Linked DNA regions of Mus musculus: region 1 is linked to region 2. A link is a contact called in public Hi-C data. All regions are on one chromosome and are shown on one strand. The core of a region is the stretch at or near the end of the contact, and the rest is flanking DNA. Distances in the headings are between cores, read along the strand shown.

Region 1 (6,762 bases), core at 3,436-5,935, 360 kb after region 2:
TTGGAGTCACATGGGACATTTCAGAACAAGACAACTCATTCCTGTCTCCCAAGCTCACAGTTGGGATACAAAGTATACTCTCTCCCTTGGACCTGCTCATCTTCTGGATCAGTTGCCCTGCCTTTCCTCCTGGTCCTTTCCCGGTGATAGAGGAGTTCTCTGTAAATGTACACAGCAGAGGTGCACAGAGATGAGGAGGTCTGTGTGGAACGCAGGCTTGTTGCTACTGCCAGAAGAAGAGTAGATTAGGGACGGACCACACAACCTGCCCCTTGAGCATCCTGCCCTCTCACGATCCGTAATGATTCCCTAAAAAACCAGGGTTATCTCTCTTTGAAGCCAGCCCCTCTCTTCACTGTCTCTTTGGGGACAACCTCATGCTTCAGGCCAATACACAAAGATCTAAATTCAGAGTGTCTGGGTGCTCCTGGGATCAAACAGTGAATGAGACACTGGAAGATGGAGATGGTGGGAAAGCCTTGCCAGCCTGTGTGGCTCAACCAAGCACAGTTGAGATACAACCAAGCACAGTGGGAAATACTGACACCTTGATGTGCTGAGATTTTTAAAAATTATTTATTTTATTTATATGAGTACACTGTAGCTGTCTTGAGACACACCAGAAAAGGACATCAGATCCTATTACAGATGGTTATGTGCCACCTTGCAGTTGCTGGGAACTGAACTAAGGACCTCTGGAAGAGCAGTTGGTGCTCTTAACCATGATTTCCCTCTTTGATGCAGAGTGCATGTCCTGGGAGAGCTCTCTGCTCAGCATCCCCTCCTAGGAACCTACCATATCTGTTACACTCTGTGACTGTTATAAGGAGCAGCCAGGCTGGATGGTCCTATCCTGGCCAGGTTCCTTGGAGCTCTGACTATAGACTGCTGTTCTGTGAGACCTGAGGCTCTCCTCTGGTTAAACAGTCACCATTGCTTGTCTTTTGGGCTTAGAGTTAAGGTAATGGTGTGATTCTCCAGCCAAAGTACTCAGCCCTTACATTTTGAAGTCCTGCAAATTCTGGCTGGTGATCAAAGGCAGTCCATCAATAATAACAACAAAAATTGTCAATTGGTAGCACATGTTGGTATCAAGAACCGAGCCTCTGTCTCCTAGCAACAGGACTCAGTGCTCTGCTCATTGCCCCATCTTTAGCTCCATCCAGGCTTTCTTACCAGGCTCTGGAACAAGACCTGGCTGGAGCATACTGGGCCAGGGTCCTGTCCCTACAGCTTCTAGGCTGCATGCTGATCTTTAGGTCAAGGGTGCTATTCATATTCTGGAGGCTCCATTTGCAGCCTCATTTTAATCTCTCTTATCCTTTCCACAACTCCTGCCACCATGCAGTCTGAGGTAGAGGATTGTGTTTCTTCAGCATCCCTGTCTTGTGAATTCTTGGAATTGTCTCCATTCTGGATCCTGAGACCCAAGCTCCCTTACCATCCCTCTCTGAGGGAATCATCAGCACCTGACATGAACCCTACTTCTTAAACTTTCCCCAACATTGCAGCCACAAAAATCCCAAGGCAACATAGAACAACTTGTGCATCTCAGTGTGCCCTGGCTCCAACTGCTGTCACCACCACCTCTCCTTGGGACAGAGAAGGTTCAATTTACCCTTCCACAACTCAGAGAAGATTACATCTGTCCTGTAAAGACTTTTCAAATAAAGACCACTACTGTAGCAACATTACTGGGTGGGCAACCAACCAGTATTTTAAGAAACAAATAGGACAGAACAGAAAATACCAGAGGGAATAAGAGGGCAAGTGCTGTTTGTGAAGCTTTTCTTTCAGGTGTGTGTGTGAGTGAGTGTGTGTGTGTGTGTGTGTGTGTGTGTGAGAGAGAGAGAGAGAGAGAGAGAGAGAGAGAGAGAGAGAGAGAGAGAGAAGAGACAGAGAGAAAGAGAGAGAGACAGAGAGAGAGACAGAGAGAGAGACAGAGAGAGAGAGAGAGAGAGAGAGAGAGAGAGAGAGAGAGAGAGAGAGACAGAAGAGGGAGAAGAGGGGGGTGTGTACTAAGGATGGCACCAAAATCTGTCTGTTGACACATCTCACAGAAGCTCTCCCAGCCCATACCTTACAACACCCCAGGACTCAACCTTGGGTTGAACATGCCAACAGAATGACCGAGTGATGGCTCATTGGTTCAGAGCTCTTGTTGCTCTCCCAGAGGGCTGGGTTCCAGTACTCACATGGTGACTCACAACTACCTGTGATCCCAGTTCCAGAGGGACCTGATGCCCTCTGCTGGCCTCTGAGGCATGAAAACAGTGCACAAAACTGCACACATGCAAGTGCCACCCCCTCCCCCCATACACACTCATAAATAAAAAATAAGTAAGTCTGTTTTAGAAAGCCCTCAAAGGTTCCAACAGTACCTTGACTCTTTCTCACCACAATACCTGGCTCATGGATGTGATTGCATTTTCCTTGCTATTCTTCAAACCTGAACTTCTCAGGGAGAGAGAAATCTAAGTATAATTGTTTTTCTGGTCCCACATGCCTGACATCGAGTAGATACCCAATAAAAGCATGTTGTGTGAAGGATGTCTGTCTCTGAGAAGAATTTCAGGGAAGACAGGATGAAGTGGAGTATGCATGGATTTAGAGCTTTGTTCCTTTTGCAGGTTAAAAGGCTTTGATCAACAGAAGGCATATGACAGCAGTTTCAGACAGCCATTTTCAACTTTGTAGAACCTGGCTGAGGGACCCCCCCTCCTTAGGTTAGGGGGGAGAGAGATATGTCTATCTGGAATATTCGAGACAAAATGTGCTACCACCCTGCCCTCCTGACAATGTCAGGATGTCTGGTTTCTGCAGACTGTCCTCCCTACAGGAAAGTGAGACTGGGGAAGCTATCCTGGAGAAGATGGTACCCAGAAAACCTGGATCTTAGTTAAACAGGAAATGGAAGTCAGAAATTAGTGGGAAACCCCCTTGGTAGGCATGTTCATATTACAGAGAGACCATTACCAGGGGCTAGGCAGTGAGAAGCCTGACTCCATTTCACTAGCACTGTTTTGGATGTATATGTGCTTCTGAGAGCAAGTACTTGTGCATTCTATGCATGTGTGCACGTGTGCATGGCAAATATGCATGTGCATATTCATTCATGTGGCTGTGGCCATGCGACATGTATGTATGTCTATGCATGTGTGTGCACATGCATGTGTGGTCACATGCTGTACATGTATGCACATGTATATTTTTGCATGTGTGCATGCACATGTGTGCTCTATATAGCATACATGTGTGTATATGTGTGCATGTATGTGGAGGTATGTGTGACCATGTAGCATGCATGTGAATGTCAGTGCCTTGTGCATGTACCTATGTAGGGGAGTGTGTGCCTATAGCCACATGATATACATGTAGCTTGTGTAGAAACAAGCTTGTGGCATGCATGTATCCAAGTGGAGTGTGTATGGAGTTCAGCTATGTGGTGTGCGTGTGTGCATGAACATGGTGCGCATGTGGAGTGCGTATGTGTCTGCGTATGTATACAACCTGGGTACTTGCCCTCCTTCAGCCCCTCAGCAACGTTCTCTATGTCCTGGTCTGTTTAAATGCCACACTGGACCAGGGTGCAAGGGGAAAGGCTTATGCTGGTATGCACCAAGTAGCTTGTGGGGAAAAGCCTCCATTTCTAATGAGATCTTGTGTGGGGGTACCACCCCTTCCCATGCAGAACAAACACCAATGAGAAGCCTAACTGGGCCTGCTGTTAGCATGTTCACTGGTGCACAGGAAGGGAATGGAATCGACCTTCATGGCCATGGACCTACAGGGCCACCTGGGGAAAACACCAGCTTTTAGAGTTTCTTCCTGGAGTGCAAGGAACTTACAAGGGAAAGTGGAAGTGACCCGATTCCGCTGGTTTACAGGGGCAAACCCGTTGTCCAACGGCAGGAATGCACATCAGAGTTGTAGTCTTCGCTACCCTCCTCAGAAAACCAGACCAGGGACTTTATCCTGCACACACTCTGGAAAATGGATGAGAGAGAGGAACCACAGGCCATGGCCTGGGGGCAGAGGCTGTGGTACACGGGAGTCAAGGAAGTGCATCAGGAAGATGCAAAGGAATGTCTTCTTAGGGTAGACACACAGAGCCCACAGGATGGCAAGTTCTAGAGACAGGGTGCAGGTGCGCTCAGATGCTCTCTGGTGGGCTCAGAGCAACAAGGCATACTCAGGAGCCCTGGTGCTGGGCACAAATGGGAAACAGGCTGAAAGCATTATTTGCTTTGAATAAACTTTCGGTTCACTTTCCGGATCAATACCAAACAAGGTCTGGGACCCCAGCGTCCCAGGCCTTTGGTGGAAGACTCTCGCGTGGGGGGGGGGGGGGGGGAAGGGGGTCCCAAGTCACCTAACTTCCCGCTGGCCCTGAGGGTCTTGCGCGCCCAGAGCCCAGGCTACGAGGATGCTGGGCCGTCTCTGTCGCCATCCAGAGGCTCGGCTAGGGCGCGGCGTCCCCTCTGCTCGCCTCCCTCGCCGGTCCCGGGCCAGTGCGAGGCCCCGCCACGCCGGGCACGCGCTCCAGGCGCGCCCCTCGTACTGGTGACGGGGCGCGCTGAGCCGGGGCGCGCAGCGACGCCCAGAGCCGCGGGCTGGCGTCCCCGGGCGGGCGAGCACGGGCGCGGGCGGCGCGGGCGCGGCGCGGGGCGGGCGGCGCGGGGCGCAGTGGGCCGGGGCCCGGGCGCGGCGGCGGCGGCGGAGAAGGAGGAGGAGGAGGAGGACGAGGAAGAGGAGGAGGAGGAGGACGAGGAGGAGGATGGCACGCGCGGGGCCCGCACGTGGAGGCCGGCGCGGGGGCGCGGGCAGGGCCGGCTGCTGAGAAGCGCTGCTGCCCCCCGCGCGGGCACCGCGGCTTCAATGGCGCCATCGCCCAGGACCAGCAGCCGGCAAGATGCGACCGCCCTGCCCAGCATGTCCTCAACTTTTTGGGCATTCATGATCCTGGCCAGCCTGCTCATCGCCTACTGCAGTGAGTACCGTGCACCCGGGCCCCATAAGGGCCTCGGGTCCTCCAAGCGGCCCCAGCCCCAGCCCCGGCGGGGCGCCCCGCGTCGGTGCGGAGTTGCGAGCGCGTGGCGCGCGGTCCCGGGTCTTGGCCGCTGTTCCGCTGGCCCGGGAGGGCTTGGTGCAGGCGGCTCCGGGGTCCAGACACTCCGCGGCCGGGCACAGCAGCCCCGGCGAGCTTCCGCGGACTAGCCAGCAGGGCCGGCATCAGGCCCAGGCAGGCACAGCGCGTCCCTGCGCGGCGGTGCCCGGTGTCCGCCGTGCGGTCGCCGCTCCGGCCCAGGCTAGCGACCGAGCGGAGCTTCCCGCCGGCGACACTCCCTCCGGGGACTTATGGGGACGCAGCAACCGAGCCCGAGCGGGACTCCTCGGGCAGGACCGCGGCTTGGGTTCCTCCGACGCGTGGTGGAGCCTCTGCCTTGCTAGGAAGCGGGCTCGCCAGATGCTTTCTGTAAAAGGAGAAGTAAGGGAACGGATGCCTCTGGAGGGGAGGGCCCGCTACCGCTGCAAGGGTGGTTCGGAGGAATGAACTGACGACCCAGTGGGTCTGGCAAGGGCTGCGGAGGGAGGTGCGGGCTGGTCGGAGCCTGGCACGGGGTTCTGGAGCTGGGCTTAGGCTGGGACCCGGACGATGGGTGATCTTATCAGTAGGTCTTATCTGGGTACCGATAATCTGAGTCCTGGGTACAGTCTTGGGGCTGGTGTAGTATGGGTAGGCATCATCTTGGCTGGTGTCTGCTGACTGTCGGAAGCTGTTGGGGTGGGTAGAGGCTGGTTAGAGTCCCGGGCATAGGCTCTATAAGAGATGGGCGCTTGCCTGGTTACAGTTTCTGCCTTCCTTCCCGTCTCTGCGGGAAGAAAAACTAGTGCCAGTGAACACCTGTCATGAAAAAAATGCCACAGGCAAGGGAGGTGATGACAAAATATGGATTCTTTACTAATTTAAAATAAAAGGCCATCACCAAGTGGTTCCTCTCACTCCTCCCTCCTTTCCCCGGCCATCGCTCGAGCCTGGGGCCTCCTAGTTCCCAATCCTAGCTCTGAAATGAAATTGCAGCAGTCTTGAGACTCAAGTCGAGGCCGAATATGTCATCAGAGTCCTGGGACAACTCTGAATGGGGATAGCTCAACCCCCAACATGGTCGAGGCATCTTAAGGGAAATGCTAGTGAGCCCAGAGGAACTACTCAGTCTGCATATGCCTGTGCTGCTGTGGCGCCTTGAGGTTCATCAAGCAAGAGACTGGCTGCTGACAGTATTCTAACCTGGCTGCCCTAGGATAGGGAAAGGAAGCTGGTGGGCTGAGCCACAGGAGAGTACTCACTGCTTAGCCTTCTGTAGCCTGCCGGCTTCTTTCAGGGGCTTCTTCCCAGGTACCATTGAGCCTAGATTCCTTAATGATACAGGACGGGTTAAAGATGGGTAAACTCCAGAGATAGACAGGTGATACCAGGATGAAATGCACTTCCTGGTGTTGTCCCAGGAGTGGCACATTCAGCAGTGGGGGAGGGGCACGGGGCGCGGAAACCTGGAGCTGGCTGCTCTTCCTAGGCAGATTCTGGTAACACTGTCCTTGGGTCAGCCCGAGAGCCCAGAGCTGTAGACTGGGCTCATAGAGGCAGCTCTGCATGTTGAAAAGGGACAGCCATCCACTGTTACTGACTGAGTGACAACCCAGCCCTTGACCTCAACACTCTCCTCTTCAGGGAGCCACCAAGCTGGGGCCTTGTATGCACTC
Region 2 (6,470 bases), core at 1,672-4,171:
TGTGTTCCTTCTGGGCTGTGCTTCATTCCAATTGGGCAGCCCACTGGGTCATGTTCCCTTGGCCCTTAGCCTATGGTGGCTCTCCTCTGTCCTGAACCACCACCACCCTCTTTTTCTATTTGCCTTTCTTTTTCTCTTTGTCTTTCTTTTTCTCTTTGTCTTTTTTTTTCTCTTTGACTTTGTCTTTGTCTTTCCTTTTCCTTTTTTCTTTTTCTTTTTCCTTTCCTTTTTTCCCCTCCTCCCCCTCCCCCTCCCCCTCCCCTACCCCTCCCCTTCCCTCTCCCCTCCCCTCCCCTTCCCGATCCCCCTCCCCCCCCTCCTCCTTCTTCTTCTTCTTCCTCCTCTTCCATGACTGTTTCTTTCTCCTTCTTCCATCCTTTTGGTCCTCTCTCCAATCCCATGTATCCTCAATCCCACCTATGTCTCTTCTGACCTGCTATTAGCTTTTGTCATCTTTATTTTACCAATCACAATTAACTGGGGGCAGGGTCACTCAGTGTCTTGGGTGCGGACTCCCTTCATCTTTGGGGTAACCAGTCTCGGGGGGGCCCCAAATTAGCATTAGAATGCAAGCAGCATTAGGCCAGACCACTACAGTTCTGGGTCTTCAGGTTCCCCTCGGCACCTTCAACCATGGATCAAAAATGCTTGAAAAATGGCTACAGCCCTTCATGTATTACATAGTTACATTCATGATGGTTGCATCAGAACCTAACGTGTCCAGAATTCCCTTCCATTGTTCTTCCACAGGTCACATGCTTGGTTTCTGGGGATCTGGGATTTGGCAGATGAATTTTCCTCAGCCCATAATATGCTCTACAGCTGACCAGCAGTGGTACAAGTCTTTCTGTTGGTTCTCTCTATACAAAGTCCCTAACAGAGCAACTTGTGGAGGATGAAACTTATTTGGGGTCACGGTCTCCTTCAGTCCATGGTCTCTGGGTTCCATTACTTCTGGGCTGGTGCATGCTGGGATTGAACATCACAGCAGTGGTTTGTGAGGTGAGGCTAAGCTGTGGATAACATGGGAAGGGTCTCCAGACATCACAGCTAAACTCTGTCCTGAGAGTTCTCTTTAAGTGGATCCATAGGGCCATGATACACATAGAAGTGGGACTGTAAAAATCAGATCTCATGTAGAGCACAGCTCTTGCTAAATATCAAATTATAATGTAAGCTAACTTGATACCACTGTAGTCATGGCAGAAACAGCAGATATATGTGTATGGGGGTGTCTGTGGTAAGTGTGTGTGTGTGTGTGTGTGTGTGTGTGTGTGTGTGTGTATGGTTATTGTATATAGTATATTTGTGGTGTGCATGTGAGGGAGTCCCATATGCATGTGAATGTATATGTTGTGTGTATGTATTATGTGATACACACACACATACACACACACACACACATATATATATACATATATATATATATATATATATATATATATATATATATATATATGCAGTGTACACCCCCCCACATCCCCATATATTTATGAACTATGTTTATATCACATGTGTTTTGGAGGAGGGCTCTGTGTATGTGTAAAGTTTGATATGTATTGTATAGATACAGTGAAGGGAACATACTAATAGACATAATTGATATAGGAAATTGTCTCCCAATAGGCTGGAGGCTGAGGCATTTCCCATCTTCTACTTGTAAGTTGGAGGCCAAGAAAGTTGCAGGTATCATCAGTTCCAGGAGGAGGTTAGAATCAAGGGAGTCTGATGGCGAAAACCCCAGTCCAAGGCAAGAAGCCACACTCCATGTCCTGCAGGCGTGCAGGACAGAAGGGATCATGAATTCAGTCATCCTCTACCCTTTGTTCTGGCTGGGGCCCTGAATAGACCATGTGGTGCTGTTCACACCGGCAAGGGCTCTGCACTGCCTGCCTTGCCTGTCCCAACAACAATAAACCTCACATAGGCTAGGAAGCAACATTTGTTTGGACTTCCTGAGGCTTAGCTGATTATTGCAGTAACCCTCACAGAATTTATGTCCATACACAAACTTACACACATAGTACGTGTGTGTGTGTGTGTGTGTGTGTGTGTGATATGTATATATGTGTGTGTGTGTGTGTGTGTGTGCGTGTGTGTGATGTGTGACTATGTGTATCGTATGTATCTGTATGTGTCTCTGAGTGTCTGTGAACATAGTACGTGTATGTCTGTGCATCTGTGTGTGTATACACATGTGCTTGCTCTCCTCCTTGCCATCACAGCCTCTGCACATAGTGCATACCCGCTTCCCACCCACTGTCTGGTATCCCAGCTCAGGGCCAACCCTCCTTTAAAACTGCTTCTGGAATTTGAGTCTCAGACTGGAGTGGCCAATGCCATTATGGCAACCCATGAAACCAATCCTTGTGAAGAACTTATGAAGGGCTGCACACACTTGTCTACATGTCTGCATGCCAACATGCTAGAGCATTATTCTTCCATCCTCCAAGTGCTTTACTCAGTGGACCCGTGTGCTATCCAGGTTGTGGGCCAGAGTTCTTATTACAGAGATGGAAAAGCCATGGCCCAATGGAGGTACTGTTGAGAAGCCATGATGTCACCAGATCTGGGGTTTAGCTCCAGAATTCTGGAATTCTGGGGGTGGGGTGGGGTATGCTGCTGCCTCTGAGCCCACAGCCATGGGCCACCTCTGCCCTGTGGCTAAGTTGAGGCCCCTTGTGTAGCCATCAGCTGGGAGACACCTCAGGCAGGCTCAGCAAATCAAACGATTCCTCACACTTTACTGCGGAAGGAGGCCAGTATGAGCCGGCTGTCCTTGCCAGCCACTATGCTGTCCTAATAAGGCTGACAGTGGCCGTGGACCTTCAGGGCCCATGAGGCAGGTGTAGGCAGATGCAGCCAGTACAGAGCTAAGCACATCCCGAGCCACTGCAGAGTTGGCCTGTATAGGGCACTGCTAGGCCATCCATCTTGCTAATCAGGCCACCCTGGCAGCCTCAAGTCGTCACAAATGCCTGGCTGTGTCCCCAGTCAGATTGGTTGCCATATGTTATTCTGTTCCCTAAAGCATTTTGGATAGAGGGTGATGGCAAGGGCTGGACACTAAGCTCAGAGCAGAAGCCCGTGAGAGAGGAAGCTAGAATCTGATTCTGGATTCCAAACGTCCTTAAACCTAGCAAAGGAGGATTTCCTGAATTGTGTGGAACCAGGACCCCCATCACACCAGACAAACAAAGGTAAGGTTTGTTCTGGAGTTTGCAGAAGCAGGGCAGCCTTGGGCCGCCTCTGAGGGCATCATGTAGGACAGACTAAGAGATTCCTAAGTGACTGACAGCTACACACCCGCTCTGAGTGTACTCAGAGGCCTGCTTAGAAATTCAACCATCAACATGACTTATGCCCCTTCTTGCCCCAGAGAGGAACAGGGTGAGCAGACTAGACGTGCTTGCTCTGCAGAGCAAAAGGCTGCATTCTACATCCTAGTGGCCACACTGTCTCCTGTGGTAAAGCTGGGAGGAGTAGTGATGGGTCCCAACAACTCTGGCATAGAAGTTCCTTCCATCAAGAAATAAATAGGATGCGGATACAGAAGAAGCACTGGGCCTTGGACAATGGTCTGAGGGTCAGGGAGAGGAGCGGGAAGCATGCACACCTTCAAGAGCAACATTTCTCAACCTGTGGGTCACGGCCATATTTCTGATGGTCTTAGGAGAAAACGCTCAACAGCAAAATAACAGTTATGAGGTAGCAACGATAGTCAATGTAGAGGTGGGAGTTGCTAAGACCATCAGAAATGTGTATTTTCTGATGGTTGCTACTCATAGGTTAAGAGCCCCTGCCCTAGAGAAAACCAACAGCCTGGACCCTTACCTAAAGCTAACTCAGCCAGCAATCACTACACTGCCTGTGGGTGCTTGGACTCACTCTCATCCATGGCATCAGTTACCTACTTCCTTCCTTCCTTCCTTCCTTCCTTCCTTCCTTCCTTCCTTCCTTCCTTCCTCCCTCCCTCCCTCCCTCCCTCCTTCCTTCCTTCCTTCCTTCCTTTCTTCCTTTTCCTCCCTCCCTCATTTTTCCTTATTTGAGAAGCAGAGGATATTTAAACCTCAGAAGACCAGTGGAATAGGCTTGGGTCCCTGCACCTCTGGGAGTTCCAGATAGCCCCATCCTTTTTCCATCCTCCCAGTTTAGCAGCAGATGCACATAAAACCACGAGCTCTATTAGAAGGCTCACGAGCATGCACATTATGAGTATGTTTGACCCCCAGGCACTTTGCGAAGTCCCGGATTTCAGTCCAGGACTGTCAGGTTTTCAAATTCGAGATGGTGCCTTGATAAAGCTTGCTTGCTATGCGCATGCTCCCTACCTGCACGGCAGGGTTAGACAGAGAATGAGCACAGGCTGAGAGGTTCTGGCTTTAGGAGTTGGAGCTGAAGGACTGTCTTTTTAACACACCAGAATAACAGGTGGACAAATAGATGGGAAAAGTAGAAACCTCAGCTGGCTTATAAACGTAATAACTCTGGCCTGCAGAGTCGTCATCATTCTACCCCAGTATTAGACATGACCTCATTTGTCTTCATGATATCATGATGAACAGGAAATGGAGTGGGGGCATTCCTCTTCTTGAGAGCATCAAACTGGCTCCTGGGGGTGGGGGGGATCTCTGTGGGGATTGTGGCATGGCTTCCTGCTATGCAGTGTTAGATCAAGTGTAGCACAGAGGTGTCCAGAGTCACTCTGTCCCACCCTACTGATCTTAGCTATGAAAGGACACTTTTCTGTACTTCCGTTTACTATGGCATCGAGCAGTGGGGAGCAGGAGTGCCCATCATGATGGGATTTGCTGTTGGGCTACTAAGAGTCATTCTTCTCTGGGAACAATCGTCTTGGTGTAGACATGCAGGAACACAGGGCAAGTGTATCAGAACTTGGAGCCAGATACAGAAATGGCAGTGTATTAGTTTGTGTGTGTGCTCCCTCATGCACACACACACAAACACACACACACACACACACACACACACACACACACACACACACACACACACACACAGTCTACCAATAACCAGTTAGGCTGCCCAAGCTTCCAATGGCTGTTTAACAAAACACCATGGTCCATGTGGGTTTAAGTGATGGGAATGCATTGTCTCTGTACTGGAGGCCAAATCCAAGGTGTCAGAAGGACTAGGCTCTCTGTAGGATCTTGGTGAGCCTCCTGCATCTTCCCGCTTCTAGTACTAGGGGTTTCTGTCATCTTTGAAACTCCTCTCTCTGCATCTCTTCCCATTCCCCTTCTACTTCCTTCTTCTCCCAAGGGCATCAGTCACTAGACTAAGGACTGATCCTAATCCAGTGTGCCCTCAGTTTAGCCACGTCTGCAAAGACGCTGTGTCCAAATAAGGCCACCTTCACAGGTGCTGTGTAGTGCTTGAACACACCCTGTTGGTGACACAGGAATGCCAGAACTGAAGGAAATGGTTCTCTGACAATGACCTCACATTGGCCCTGACATCACACAGCTTATCAATGTCCTTATGCCTATCATGACATTGGAAGCTCAGAGGACTAGATGCTCCCCTTGGAGCACAGCCACCCTGACTAGGAGACAGAACCAGTCTACTGAAAAAGCTGTGGTCTCAGGTTTTCTCTTCTTGAAACAAATATTTAGCTCAGTTGCCACACCAGAGTCAAGGACGGCAGAGGACAGAAAACTCTCTCCTTCCTGTTCACCCTAGGCCTGTCCCCAAGAGAGATCAGAGGATACCAGCCAGATATGGTCCCATCTCTACCCCGAGGCTTACTTTTCTCTCACTTTCTGACTCTTCTTCCTCAATACCAGGCTTACACAGCTGAGCATTCTGGGGGCTCAAAACACTGCTATTTGTTGGAGACTCATCTTGCTACTTAACTCCTAAATATCATGGTGGTACATTGACCTGACCCCATGTCACGAGAAGCCAAGAGGCAGAGACACAGGTCATACTGATGGTTTCTCAGGGTCAGATGGCTGAGCAGGCTTCTCCCTGGAGCTGCGGACTTCTCCAGGCTCCTGCCCTCTCTGCTTTGCCAAGCAGCTTCCCCGTCATGGCCTTATTAAAATGAGATTATAAAGTGGCCCTGGAGAGGCCAAAGTTACTGCAAGCCCTACTGACATTTTCAACACATGCTGTGGGCAGGGTCCAGGCTGTCCTCTCAAACATTGCAGCAATCTGAACATCCCCCCAAAGCCCTATGTCCACATTTAACCTCCACTCTGTTGGAACTGAGAGTGTGGCCTGTGGGAGGTGACCAACCCACAAGGGCTCTATCCTCTCTAATGGGGTTGGCACGTAATCACAGGGCAGGAGGGAGCTAGTCCCTTGTTATAATTTCATTCTGCTGCTGAGATAAAATACTCTCACTGAAAACAACGTAGAGAAAGAGAGGGAGGGATTATTTGGCTCACAAGTCCAGCAATAGTCCATCTTTGTAGGGAAAAAGAAAAAACAAACAAACAAACAGA

What was found. A called contact is a pair of places that touch in the nucleus more often than the background predicts.
Region 1: a contact with region 2 is called in a Hi-C map of cerebellum, with 2.9 times the contacts expected there. The contact joins the promoter of Tafa5 here to the enhancer-like site in region 2. A contact is called at or near these places in 4 of 39 promoter capture datasets (cranial neural crest, hippocampal neurons and liver), 7 of 484 Hi-C or Micro-C datasets (brain, cerebellar granule neurons, cerebellum and 4 more) and 4 of 115 datasets of contacts at active chromatin or transcription factors (embryonic forebrain, forebrain, neural tube and 1 more).

Annotation. Positions count from the first base shown.
Region 1 is chr15:87,539,614-87,546,375 of GRCm38.p6, forward strand. Tafa5 (TAFA chemokine like family member 5) reads left to right here and starts at 4,686. Exons shown (of 4, transcript NM_001252310.1): 1 at 4,686-4,990. The coding sequence starts at 4,879. It overlaps Gm35471 (a long non-coding RNA gene), which reads right to left and starts at 4,360. Exons shown (of 3, transcript XR_384322.2): 1 at 3,849-4,360.
Region 2 is chr15:87,181,525-87,187,994 of GRCm38.p6, forward strand. The region is part of intron 2 of A930027H12Rik (RIKEN cDNA A930027H12 gene); the gene reads left to right. Among named protein-coding and RNA genes, the nearest start is that of A930027H12Rik, 87 kb to the left of the region's middle. Within about 2 kb of position 2,922, at least 6 of the 459 cell types and tissues checked have an H3K27ac peak or open chromatin away from gene starts, as enhancers often do. A contact at or near this core is called in cerebellar granule neurons and cerebellum, where this site is marked.